Regions from separate parts of the Gossypium arboreum genome. Here all the other regions are linked to region 2. The links are chromatin contacts, called in public Hi-C maps. All regions are on one chromosome and are shown on one strand. Each heading gives the region's core, a stretch centred on a gene start, on an enhancer-like site or on the middle of the called end of the contact. The rest is flanking DNA. Distances are from core to core; before and after follow the strand shown. Region 1 holds the start of LOC108461379 (ATP-dependent 6-phosphofructokinase 5, chloroplastic). Region 2 holds the start of LOC108467161 (probable glucan 1,3-beta-glucosidase A). Region 3 holds the start of LOC108467249 (haloacid dehalogenase-like hydrolase domain-containing protein At4g39970).

What was found. Hi-C and Micro-C count contacts between places; a contact is called where the count stands out from the background.
Region 1: a contact with region 2 is called in a Hi-C map of leaf, with 2.1 times the contacts expected there. The contact joins the promoter of LOC108461379 here to the promoter of LOC108467161 in region 2. A contact is called at or near these places in 2 of 5 Hi-C or Micro-C datasets (both in leaf).
Region 3: a Hi-C map of leaf shows a contact between it and region 2, with 2.0 times the contacts expected there. The contact joins the promoter of LOC108467249 here to the promoter of LOC108467161 in region 2. A contact is called at or near these places in 2 of 5 Hi-C or Micro-C datasets (both in leaf).

What each region holds. Positions count from the first base shown.
Region 1 is chr2:6,782,197-6,786,030 of ASM2569848v2, reverse strand. It overlaps LOC108461379 (ATP-dependent 6-phosphofructokinase 5, chloroplastic), which reads right to left and starts at 1,380. Exons shown (of 13, transcript XM_017761219.2): 1 at 808-1,380; 2 at 460-550; 3 at 1-71. The coding sequence starts at 1,133.
Region 2 is chr2:6,339,255-6,342,811 of ASM2569848v2, reverse strand. It overlaps LOC108467161 (probable glucan 1,3-beta-glucosidase A), which reads right to left and starts at 1,791. Exons shown (of 11, transcript XM_017767706.2): 1 at 1,442-1,791; 2 at 976-1,070; 3 at 735-850; 4 at 518-637. The coding sequence starts at 1,051.
Region 3 is chr2:5,940,683-5,944,352 of ASM2569848v2, reverse strand. LOC108467249 (haloacid dehalogenase-like hydrolase domain-containing protein At4g39970) reads left to right here and starts at 1,723. Exons shown (of 11, transcript XM_053023922.1): 1 at 1,723-2,299; 2 at 2,401-2,494; 3 at 2,664-2,708; 4 at 2,819-2,869; 5 at 2,997-3,107; 6 at 3,294-3,327; 7 at 3,639-3,670. The coding sequence starts at 1,935. It overlaps LOC108467250 (mediator of RNA polymerase II transcription subunit 18-like), which reads left to right. Exons shown (of 5, transcript XM_017767841.2): 4 at 263-619; 5 at 1,230-1,576. The coding sequence ends at 1,332.

The sequences.
Region 1 (3,834 bases), core at 131-2,630, 440 kb before region 2:
TGTTCAACCCAAGTACAGTTAGGATCAATGCACTCCGCACCGGCAGATGTAGGAGACGAGTAATGTATGACCTGAAATATTTAAAGATCAGAATCTTGACCAATCTAGTCTAAATGCAGACGACTAACCGAAGCAAATGAAAGATTATTTCTGCAGAGCTCGAACAATTAAACCAATATCTTGATTTAAGATATAAAGATAAAAACAGAGAGACAAGCAAACCAGAATTTACTTCTAAAGGAGCAAGACAAGTAAATTTCTTTCCTGAAATTATTTAAGCCATTTCAGGTGATTTTGAATTCACATTTCAAACAGATACTCAACACATGGAAATTATCAATTTTGAACATGATCTCCAAGCTCTAAACGATAAGCTCATGTAAGAATTTCAATTCTCCATAACACAATTCAGCAAAACATCAGTGAAATTTAAATACATATATATGGAAAAGATATTACCTTAAGAAGCACTCTATCGTTATTATTAATATAACCATGCCATTCCTCATCCGACGGATAGCCTTCCGCAAAATCCTCAGTTACCGGAGTTCTGTAACAAAAAAAAAAAAAAGAAGATCATTTAAGTTCTATTTGCTAAGTTCAAAATAAATAATTACTTCACAAAATAAATTAATAATTAATAAGATAAATGCCATCAAATTCATTGAACTCCAAAATAACTACAATATTTTAGAATTTTCTCACTCTCGGGAGTAAAAAAAAAAAAGAAAAAGAACACTCACAAGAAGTGAAAATCAGCTGGAAACAATTTCAAAAAAACAAGGAAAAAAGGAACTTTTTTTTTACCTCATTCTGAGACAGAATGTGGAAGGAAACGACTGAGCATCGGGGAAAGTATCGGTGATGTGAGGAATATTAAAGCGTCTTTCGAAATCTTGCTGGAACTTTGACTTCCAATCAGGATCACTAAAATCGATACAATTTTTCGAGCTCTGTTGACTACATTCAACCTTGAAGAAACCACTAGTACTCCTCTGCGATCTCAGTGTACCGAGATTCAAGGAACTAAATCCATGGCGGAAACGGAGGAGACGACGGTGAACGTTGTCGTTTCGAGGGAGGCGGAGTTTCGGAGAAGCCGAAGTGGTGATCGTATGGGAAAGAGTTTCCATTAAACGACAAGTAAAGTTGAGTTTTTAGCTTTCTTTTTTTCCCTTTTTGTTTTGGTAGTTGCAGAGTCTATGATCAAAGATTCAAAGCTTTTTATTTTTTTTTTGTTTTTTTTTTTTATTTGGGAAAGCGGGGTATTTGGAGGGAGGGAGGAAAAATAAGAGGAGACAGAGAAAGCAGACAAATCGAAAACGGCAGCCGGTTTTGGCCGTACCTACTACAAAGTGTTTTGGCTTATAAAACCGAGGAGGCTTAAAATTCAACGGAGTTGCCACTTCTTTGACCATATTAACCTTTTCAATTTTTTTATTTTGATTAAAATTTGGCTTTTTTATCCTATAATACAAAAAAATAATTAAATATTAAAATGGTATTCTCTTGACATTATTTACCAAAATGGGTTGAAGTAAACAGTACCGAAGGGTTGTGCCAGAATTGGTGTCGACACTAATTTTTTTTTCTCAATCATTTAACCATATTAGCTAATAATTTATTTAAAAAAACTAATCTTATTTAAATGGTAGAGAGGCCATATGCAACGGTACCTATATTATACACCTATACCAGGCAAAATTGGGTTTGTACGGGTAAAAAAGGGTGGAGGGGCATTCATTGGTGGCACTAGGGTTGGAGAGCACATGTCAGGTGACACTAGAAAGAAGAGAGAGGCCGTCAGGCGGCACCATTGGGAGGAGGGACTGTCATGTGGCACCAGACCATTATAAATTTGAGTTGAACAATTGTAGCAATTTGTGTGTTTTCTTGAATTGTTGAAGTAATTTTTTTGTTTTGCTGAATGGTTGTAGCAGCTAACCGATAAGAAGAAAGGAAAGGATTTTTTTTTTGTAGAAGAGAAAACAAAGAAGAAAAGTCAGAAAGATATGTAAGGTTTGTACAGTGATTAATTTTTGTTATTATAATTTTTTACAGTTGAATCTTGTTTTGTTTTTCAAATAATTATTGAGAAATTTAATTATGTTTAAATATTTTTACATATTTAGATTGAAGATGGATAATCAATTTTTGTATATGTTTATTTCGATGGAGTAATTTTAACAAAAACAATTACTTGTATATTTAAATTTTGCCAACAAATAATTATGAGATTTAATAGAAATGTGTTGATTAATGATATGAAAAAAATGATCAATGCAAAAATTGTTAGCCGTTGTGAGAGAAGGATCTCGAAACTATACTACAAATTTCCAGTTTCGCCAAATCCCATCAAATTCACTAAGATGGAACTTGTAGATGATGAAGAAGTGGATACAATGGTCGCATTTTATTGCCAGAATCAGAGTGGCCACACTGAACCGATTTAACTGTTTGCTGAGTTAGTTAATGTAGAGTCAGCTGAAGATGTCATTCCACTAACTAAAGAACATGGAGTTCAAGATCCGTATACGGATGTTCTGAGAGTGTCTATTGATAGGCGATCATCTGTACGCAGGTTCAACATCGATTTTAATGTTCCACCTGCGTCTAATACTCTTAACCTGAGTCCCCGTTTACAAATACATCAGATGGTGATTGAAAGTGATATAGATGGTGAAGATGGATATGATAATAATGGTCCTTTTGATCATAAGGTTGAAGATTATAGTTATCCCGATCAAGATGAGGTCCCAGAAGATATCGACAATGAAGGCGCTAATGATAATGAAAATGTTCACGCATCTTCAGTCAGGAACCCAATTTGAGGCATTGTCATACACAATGATCCTAGGGCCCCACATGTTGATTGTAGATTCCGATACGACACATGCAGCTGAGTTCCTTGAGTATCCCGATATGCTACCTGTTCACCGATTAGCCACAGATCCCAAACGTAAGGAGTTGTTTATGGGCCAAAAATCCGCGACCAAGGAAGACTACATATTTGCCATCAAACGGTATAGCATGAATATGTCAATTGACTACAAAGTTATCGTGTTTAAGCTGATATTGTATATTAAGGTGTGTTGGAGGTTGGCAAAAGGGTGCAATTGGCAAGTACGAGTTGCATTTATCCAGAAGTCACAAATGTGGAAGATCCATAAATTTGTTGGGCCTCACACATGCACTTTTGCACGTATGACACAAGATCACCTCAAACTTGATGTGAAAACTATCTGCAACTGCATCTTGTCAGTGATTAAGGACATGCCGACCATTCCTATGTCGGTACTGATTGCCGAAATGTAAGAATTATTCCAGTACTGAATGTCATACCAGAAAGCATGGATAGTTAAACAGATGGTCATGAAGCAGTTGCATAAAGATTGGGATGTGTCGTACAATAAACTACAATAGTGAATAGCCGCTATGCGAGAGTTCGTGCTAAGGACTATGTTGAATTACAAACACGACCTTATGACAGCTCGGACAACCAACTACAACCGGGAAGAAGAATTTTTCATTTGATGCGTGTGGGCTTTTCCCCACTGTAGGCCGCTTGTGTAGGTTGATAGAACCTGGTTATACGAAAAATATGCACAAATCCCACATATTATAGTTGATCAAGATAAGAACCAGAACTTGCTCTTGATAGTGTTTGCCATTGTGGAGTCGGAGAATATGGAATCATGGAAATTCTTCCTGACGAACTTGCGTACGAATATTGTTAGAGACAATAATATTTGCATATTAAAGAGACTAATTGACGCAATTAGGTGTTCCGATGTTTAGTGGAGATCCGTTTACTGCATTCGACACATCGGCGCC
Region 2 (3,557 bases), core at 542-3,041:
AAATTGTTTAGATGATAAATTTCATTGCAGACTCTTATGGTACCAGTCAACAAAACAAGAATGACCATTTTCACAATCATTAATAGTGACTGATAAATGACATGAAACTCTACAATGCTTAACTTATTAAGAAAAGTAACAAAAATGATGCACAACTATCTGTTTCACAAAAAACCACTTTCTACTACATTCATAGAGAATTGAGGAAAATGAAGGCATGCAGTTGTAAATTTGTAATAGACTTTCATTCATCGAGGTAACCAGGAAACCAATTTGTTAGGATAAGACATAGATGAGTTTTAGTATATGACAATATTGACAACATCGAGGCAAACAATGTACTAGCCTGCTTTAGACATTGCTAAGTAAACAGGAATAGATAATGGTTTCACTTACTATAATATCCGCAAGCAAGCATAACACCAGTAGGTCCAAACAGTGAATCAAGCTCAAGTTTAGCATACAAAACATGATCAAATTGTGAGATAAAGACCAGCAAATTTGATCGGCTTCTTACCGTAAAGGTTTCCCATGAAGATGCATCATCTCTATCAACTGAAATGTCCATCCCACCTCCATTCTCGGCAGAAACATATTTCTGCAACGTCACCGACTTGAATTGAACCTGTGTTCCATCCTACATTTCAATATCCATTAACATATGATTAGAATTTTCATGGAAAAAAACTAAGAAAACCCCATAAATCATTAAAAAATCAAAGTTTAATACTCACAAGCATGTCTCCATTGGGAATGCCATCAAATAGAGAAGGTTTGATCCAACCTTCTATAACCAACCACCCTCCTAAGTTCACCCCTCTCACTTTAGAACCTCCATGCACTCCCTCCACTTACAAAATTAAAAGAGAATTTCTTTAACAATTTTGGTCTTCTACACAATTAAGCATTTTCGTTTTTTTTTTTTCAAGATACAACAAGTAATCCAAGGAAAAGAAAACCAAGCTTTAAGCTGACCTGCAACTGCTACAGAGAAGATTAGCCAACAACAGAGTGAAAATAAAAATACCCATTTGCTAAAGACAAGTTCCATGAAGAATGCAGCCTCTTAACTGCATCAAACAAAAGCTAAAACATGGAATCCATTAAATCCAACAGAAAAAAAAAAGCAAAAAAGGAAGAGAGAGGGAGAGATTAAGCAAAAACGTCCCTCTCTCTGAAAAAAAAGAACCATCCACTTGGGAGAGTATATAATAATCCCTTCCTATCAACCAATCTACACAAAATTCAACCTTGTAAACCATAATATTTAATTATTTAACATGGGTTTTGCATAAATATACTGCATTGGTATCAAAAACTCAATCTTCTCCCCATATCAAGACAGAAAAAAAAAAAAAAGGAACCCCATTAAAAATATTTAACAGAAGAAAAAAAGAACAATTTTCTACAGTTGTCAATGAATAAAAAAAAGAAGGGGAACCTGAAAGCTTCTCTTGATATCACATTTTTTAAAGGTACAAAACCCAAGAAAAAGTGGTTAGAAAGGAAGCAGCCTTTGGTTAGATTTGGAGTTAAGAAAAAAGGTTGGTCTTTTAAGCACAAAAGATTACAGTTTGAAGTTGAAACCGCCTTTAAAAGAGCAAAAAGATAAGGCAGTTGGTTCCCACCACTTCCCGTTATACATTCACATAGAAAATAAGAGTTCCTATTTTCTATATTTATGTTTTCTTCTCTTCCTGTTGATGCCCAGAGTCTTTAAACCCAGTCTCAACTATTTTCAAGTTAATACTCTTTTCATTTCTTTTTCACTATATCATTATTACTACCGTAGTACAGCAGGAGAATATGATTTTGAATACATTTGGACGGATTATCTTCTTGTCAATAGATTGAAAGGGGTTATGAATATGATAAAATAAAAAATCTATAGTAAATTTAATGTTAAAACAATAATAGAAACAAAATTTATTGAAAACCCTTTGACCATATTTTAAATATTATCAAACTAAATATATATTTTGGAATTATCAAATTATATTTCTAGACTATTTCTTTTTAATACATATGAAGACAAAAATTCAAATTAGTAGAAATCATATATATTATTAACTCTAAATGTTACACTTGTAAGATCCGCACATTATTTTTATGAGAGAGAAAAGAGCTTGAATAGCCCTTGGCTTAATGGAGGTTTGGCTATTGGTTTAATGGAGGTTTGGCTAAGTTAAAAATATTGTTTTTAAGGGATAATATTAAATTATAAATTTTGAAAAGTTAAAATTTATATATTTTTATTATTTTAAAGAGATTAAATTAAATATTTTTAAGGGAGTAAAGTATAATTTTATAATATATTAACTTCTAATTATAAACTTTTTAGGAGATTAGAAGGGAATGGTCTATTTTGAGAGGATAAAGTCCCTATCTGTCCCTATATTTGCTTGTTTGAAGAAATTTGGAATTCAAATTTAATTTGATGTAAATTATAAGTGAATTCTTTTCGTATTTCATTTTAGTTAAAGTTTTAAGTTAAATTTGTTAAGAGTATTATTTTTATGCGTGTATTATTATATAAGTTAGCAATAAATTAATTTAATTGGTAATATTTTGTTACTCTTATGACTTATTTTTAGCAAAGAGAAAGGAAAATTTTTCCTTTAGTTTGAAGAGGTTTTGTTTTTTACACAAATTTTTGCTCATCTTTCTAATTTTAAGTTTAAAATTGTACTAGCTATTCTGTATTTTATGCCTAATTGTTATAATACATATGTAATAAATAAGTTTCTTCCTCGTGTTATTATACTAATAACCTAACAAGGCATTAATGTTTCTTATGTCATAGTTATGTTCATATTATTATATTTTAATGGGTAAACTACTCCATTAGTCACTCAAAATGATAATCGTTCCTACTTTGGTTTTGTTTATTTGGTCACTATAAAAAAAGAAATTGATCAAATTGGTCACTTTAATGGAAAAACTAACAGTGTATTTTTACATATTATTTTGGGCTGACCAAAATAAGAACAACTCCTATTTAGAATGACTAACAAGTAGTTTACCTTAATTTTAAAATGACTAACATGAAAACGTACAATTAGCATTATGTTACCATCAATTGGTGGAGTGACAAATTTGATCAATTTTTTTTTGAGTGATCAAATTAACAAAAAGAAACTAAATGATCAAAATAGGAATAACCTCTATTTAGAGTGATTAATAAAATAATTTATGGTATTTTAATTTTCAATTCCTTTATAATTATAATATCTAATTATAATTATAATTATTTGAAGGTTAATTATGTATACCTATAATCATACTTAATACTTTACTTTGTTAAAGGGGGAAAAGAAAAGGTTGTGAATAATTGATGGATTGAAGGGCAAAAGGAATCTTATGCAACCGACCTTTTTTGACACCAAATTATGTCGATATTATGGGCGGTCTATCCTTTTTGCTTCTCTCTCTTGTCACCCTTTTAAGGGTCTCGACCCATCTTTTATTTAGAAATGACAAATTTGGATACTATTCAAAGATTTTAAATGAATTGTGAGAAAATGTTTTTTTTAAAATGCTATTGAGAGATTTGATAT
Region 3 (3,670 bases), core at 474-2,973, 400 kb after region 2:
TTGGAGTTTTTAATTGTGCTTATATTATATCAATTCTATATAATTCGGACATGGATGTGTGAGTGTTTGGGGTGGATATATTCAATTTTTTTCAAAGGTTGCTCCGTGTTTGGGGTTTCATATTCTCATATCCATGTCTAGATATACAGTTGATACAGTGTCGGACATGAATACTTCAAAAAAAGTAAAGGGTCAAGAATAACGTAGTTGGTGTTATTTTTTGTTGTGTTGGGTGGTTATTAAGTTTATATAATGTTTGTAGGACTGTGAAACATGTTGGGGGTGCAATGAGGGGTGCTGGAGCAGAGCAAATCTCTGTGCTGGTTAGAAGTATGGTAGAAAGCAAAGCCAGCAAGAACGTGCTTCGATTATTTTATTCACTTGGATATAAGTTGGATCATGAGTTGTTGAGAGTGGGATTCACCTTTCATTTCGAAAGGGCTGCTCAGATAACCGTGACTGTCTCATCGGTTAATAAGATGCTGAAACTGCACGCAACGGATGAGGCTGTCCCGGTAACACCTGGTATACAGATGGTTGAAGTGACCGCGCCTGCAACATCGGAAAATTATAATGAAGTCGTTGCTTCTGTCTCTTCTTTTTGTGAATATCTTGCACCGTAAGAGCCTTTTTTCTTCTTGCTTATTAAGATGCATGGCTATTATAGAACTTGTCTACCTGAAAATAGGATCCTCAAACATGATTTTGTGATCGTTATTTCATGGTTTTGATTCTTTCCACTGATGATATTTACTACAATTGACTAGACAGCATTCATTACACTATGCAACTATTAGGGGGACTGCCAGATATGAGTATTGGTCACTGGTCACACAAGTGTTAGACATGAGTGTTCCTGGGAAAATGAGAAGTCGAAATAACATAACTTTGCAACTGTGAAAAACGCGATGCACAACAAGAATTTAAGTAATTGGGCTAATCATAATCTAGTCTTTTAAGCTCATGATGATTGTATAAATCATCATAAATATGAATTATCATTTGTATTAGGCAGCAGGAAAACCTGTTTCTAGTGATTATAATAGATTAGTGTTTCTTATACTATGGTTATGATTTTAGATATTCAGCTTCTAGCACATAGGATATGGTATTTTGATGGATCCTGAATGAAGGATTTGTGTTAGCGTAAGAAACTGGTGGCTTTGTCATCTAATTTTGATTGTATAATTTGTATCGCGGACAAAGCTTTGTGGTGTTTGATTTTGCAGGCTGCTGCATTTGTCAAAGCCAGGCGTTTCAACCGGGGTTGTCCCGACAGCTGCTGCAGCTGCCGCATCTCTTATGTCAGATGGTGGAGGCACAACTTTGTAATAGGATTTGTAAAGGTTGCAGAATGTTTATAACAGGGTACTTTTTGCATAATTGATGATTCGTCACATTTCCCCCCTCTATTATTATGGCTATACTCAAGGATGCTATTTTTGATCCCATGTTTCAACTTCAAGACGATTTGTGGAGTTTCCATAATGTGTTGGTGGAGCTACGGTGTAACTTAGTCGTTTATGTTAGGCTTGACTTGAAATTCGATTCAAATTAAATTTGATTAAATATAAAACTAACTTGAATCATGGTATTTGAATGATTTTTGAAATACAAATTAAAAAAATGTGGTGTCTTAAGCTGAGCCAAAATTTATTTTCATATAATTTATAATTAATATTTACTTTTCTTCGACTTCATTTGTAATCATATATCGAATTGGTTGATTGAATTGAGAATTGATTGAGATACCAATGCCGTGAGAGGGTTAGAGGGGTTGGCATGCAAATCCAATTGCAAAATTGTATGCGTTAAAAGGTAACGTTGAAGCTGGAGAGATATCCACAGCCACACGAACCAAACCCGCCAAAAAATTACCTCCTTTTTAACTCGAAAACTCTCCATTTTAGACCAATCAGTGAAGCAAATCAGCCATGGCGTCTCACTCCACACTCTTTATCTCTCCTCAAAACCTCTCCTCCAACTTCTCTTCTCTCTTTTATTACTCACCACGGTCCCTCACTTTCAGAACCAAAAGGTCTTCCTCCCTTTCCTTAACCACCACAAAGCCCCGACGACTCTCCCTCTCTGTCTCAGCTTCCCATTCTCTTCAAGCTCTCATTTTCGACTGCGATGGTGTCATTCTAGAATCCGAGCACTTGCATCGCGAAGCTTACAACGACGCTTTCGCTCACTTCAATGTTCGTTGCCCTCCTTCTTCACAGCCCCTTAATTGGGACCTTCAATTTTATGATGTGCTCCAGAACCTGATTGGTGGTGGCAAACCCAAGATGAGATGGTTCTTTCTTTCTTTTTTCTAAATATTTCTGGGTTTCTTTTATTGTTCTTAATTTTTCTTGTCGCTGATCGGTTTAATGGAGATTTTTGGTATTCCTGAAGGTACTTCAAGGAACATGGATGGCCAGCTTCTACCATATTTGAGACGCCTCCTGAGAGTGATGAGGAACGAGCTAAGTTAATTGACACTCTTCAGGTATTATTAATAATTATATAGCTTTGATGTAGTGACTGCCAATGCCAATGAAATCATGGGGAAACAGGGAATGGAGGTCCAATTAAGCTTTAATTTGATCTTTGTATAGGAATTGTGAAATTCTCTTTATTGAAGAACTTATGTACGTGGTGCTGTTACATCTTTGTAGGATTGGAAGACTGAAAGGTACAAAGAAATAATCAAATCTGGAACTGTAAGCAGACATTATTGTTTATCACATTGCATTTTCTTTTATCTCTTCATTGATTCTGAATTGGTTATCCATATTATTGAATAAAAAGAGAGTGGTATTGTTTTGATCAGGTGGAACCTAGACCTGGAGTTTTAAGATTGATGGATGAGGCCAAGGCAGCTGTAAGATACTCTACTTATTTATCAATTGAGATTGATAATCAATTCATGATCCTTTCATTGCAATCAATCCAAATGAATTCAATACAATCCTTTGTTTGTGATGCCATTTTCTTTCTCCAATCTGCAGGGGAAAATGCTAGCTGTTTGCTCTGCAGCAACTAAAAGTTCAGTTGTACTATGTCTTGAGAACCTTATTGGAATGGTAATTTCTGGTGGCGATTCATACCTAAACTGTGAGGTATTGTCCACTTTGATCCAAAAGTTTCGTGGTTTGTCTCATTAAAGACATCTCTTGTGAGACAAAACCATGAGAGTTTCGAGTGAAAACCAAACAAAATCTCGCAGTTTTGATTCCAAAATTATTGATCAACAAGTATCCTCACTTTTGTTTCCTTATTCTTATATTATTTTCCCCTTGTTATAGGAGCGATTTAAGGGGCTTGATTGCTTCCTTGCAGGTATGTTGACTACTTCTAAAACATATGTTTTTGTTGTTAGATATATTTTAGACCTGTGTGAATCAAAATATGCACTGAATACTTTCACAAGTCTGATTCTTCTAAATGAACTGAGCTCCTTATAAAAGTCTTCTAGACAAGCTCATTTATAACCTTGACCTGTTTCTAAAGCAATAACTTCATTGGTTGCCTTTTGTTCTTTGGTCCCTCTAGCTATGCATTTTGGCCCATTTCATTTTGCCATTTCTTTCTTTTATGATGATTCTGTTCTTAAAACCCAATCTTCCTTTTTTTTTTCTTTATGCTTGTAGGAGATGATGTGAAGGAAAAGAAGCCAGACCCA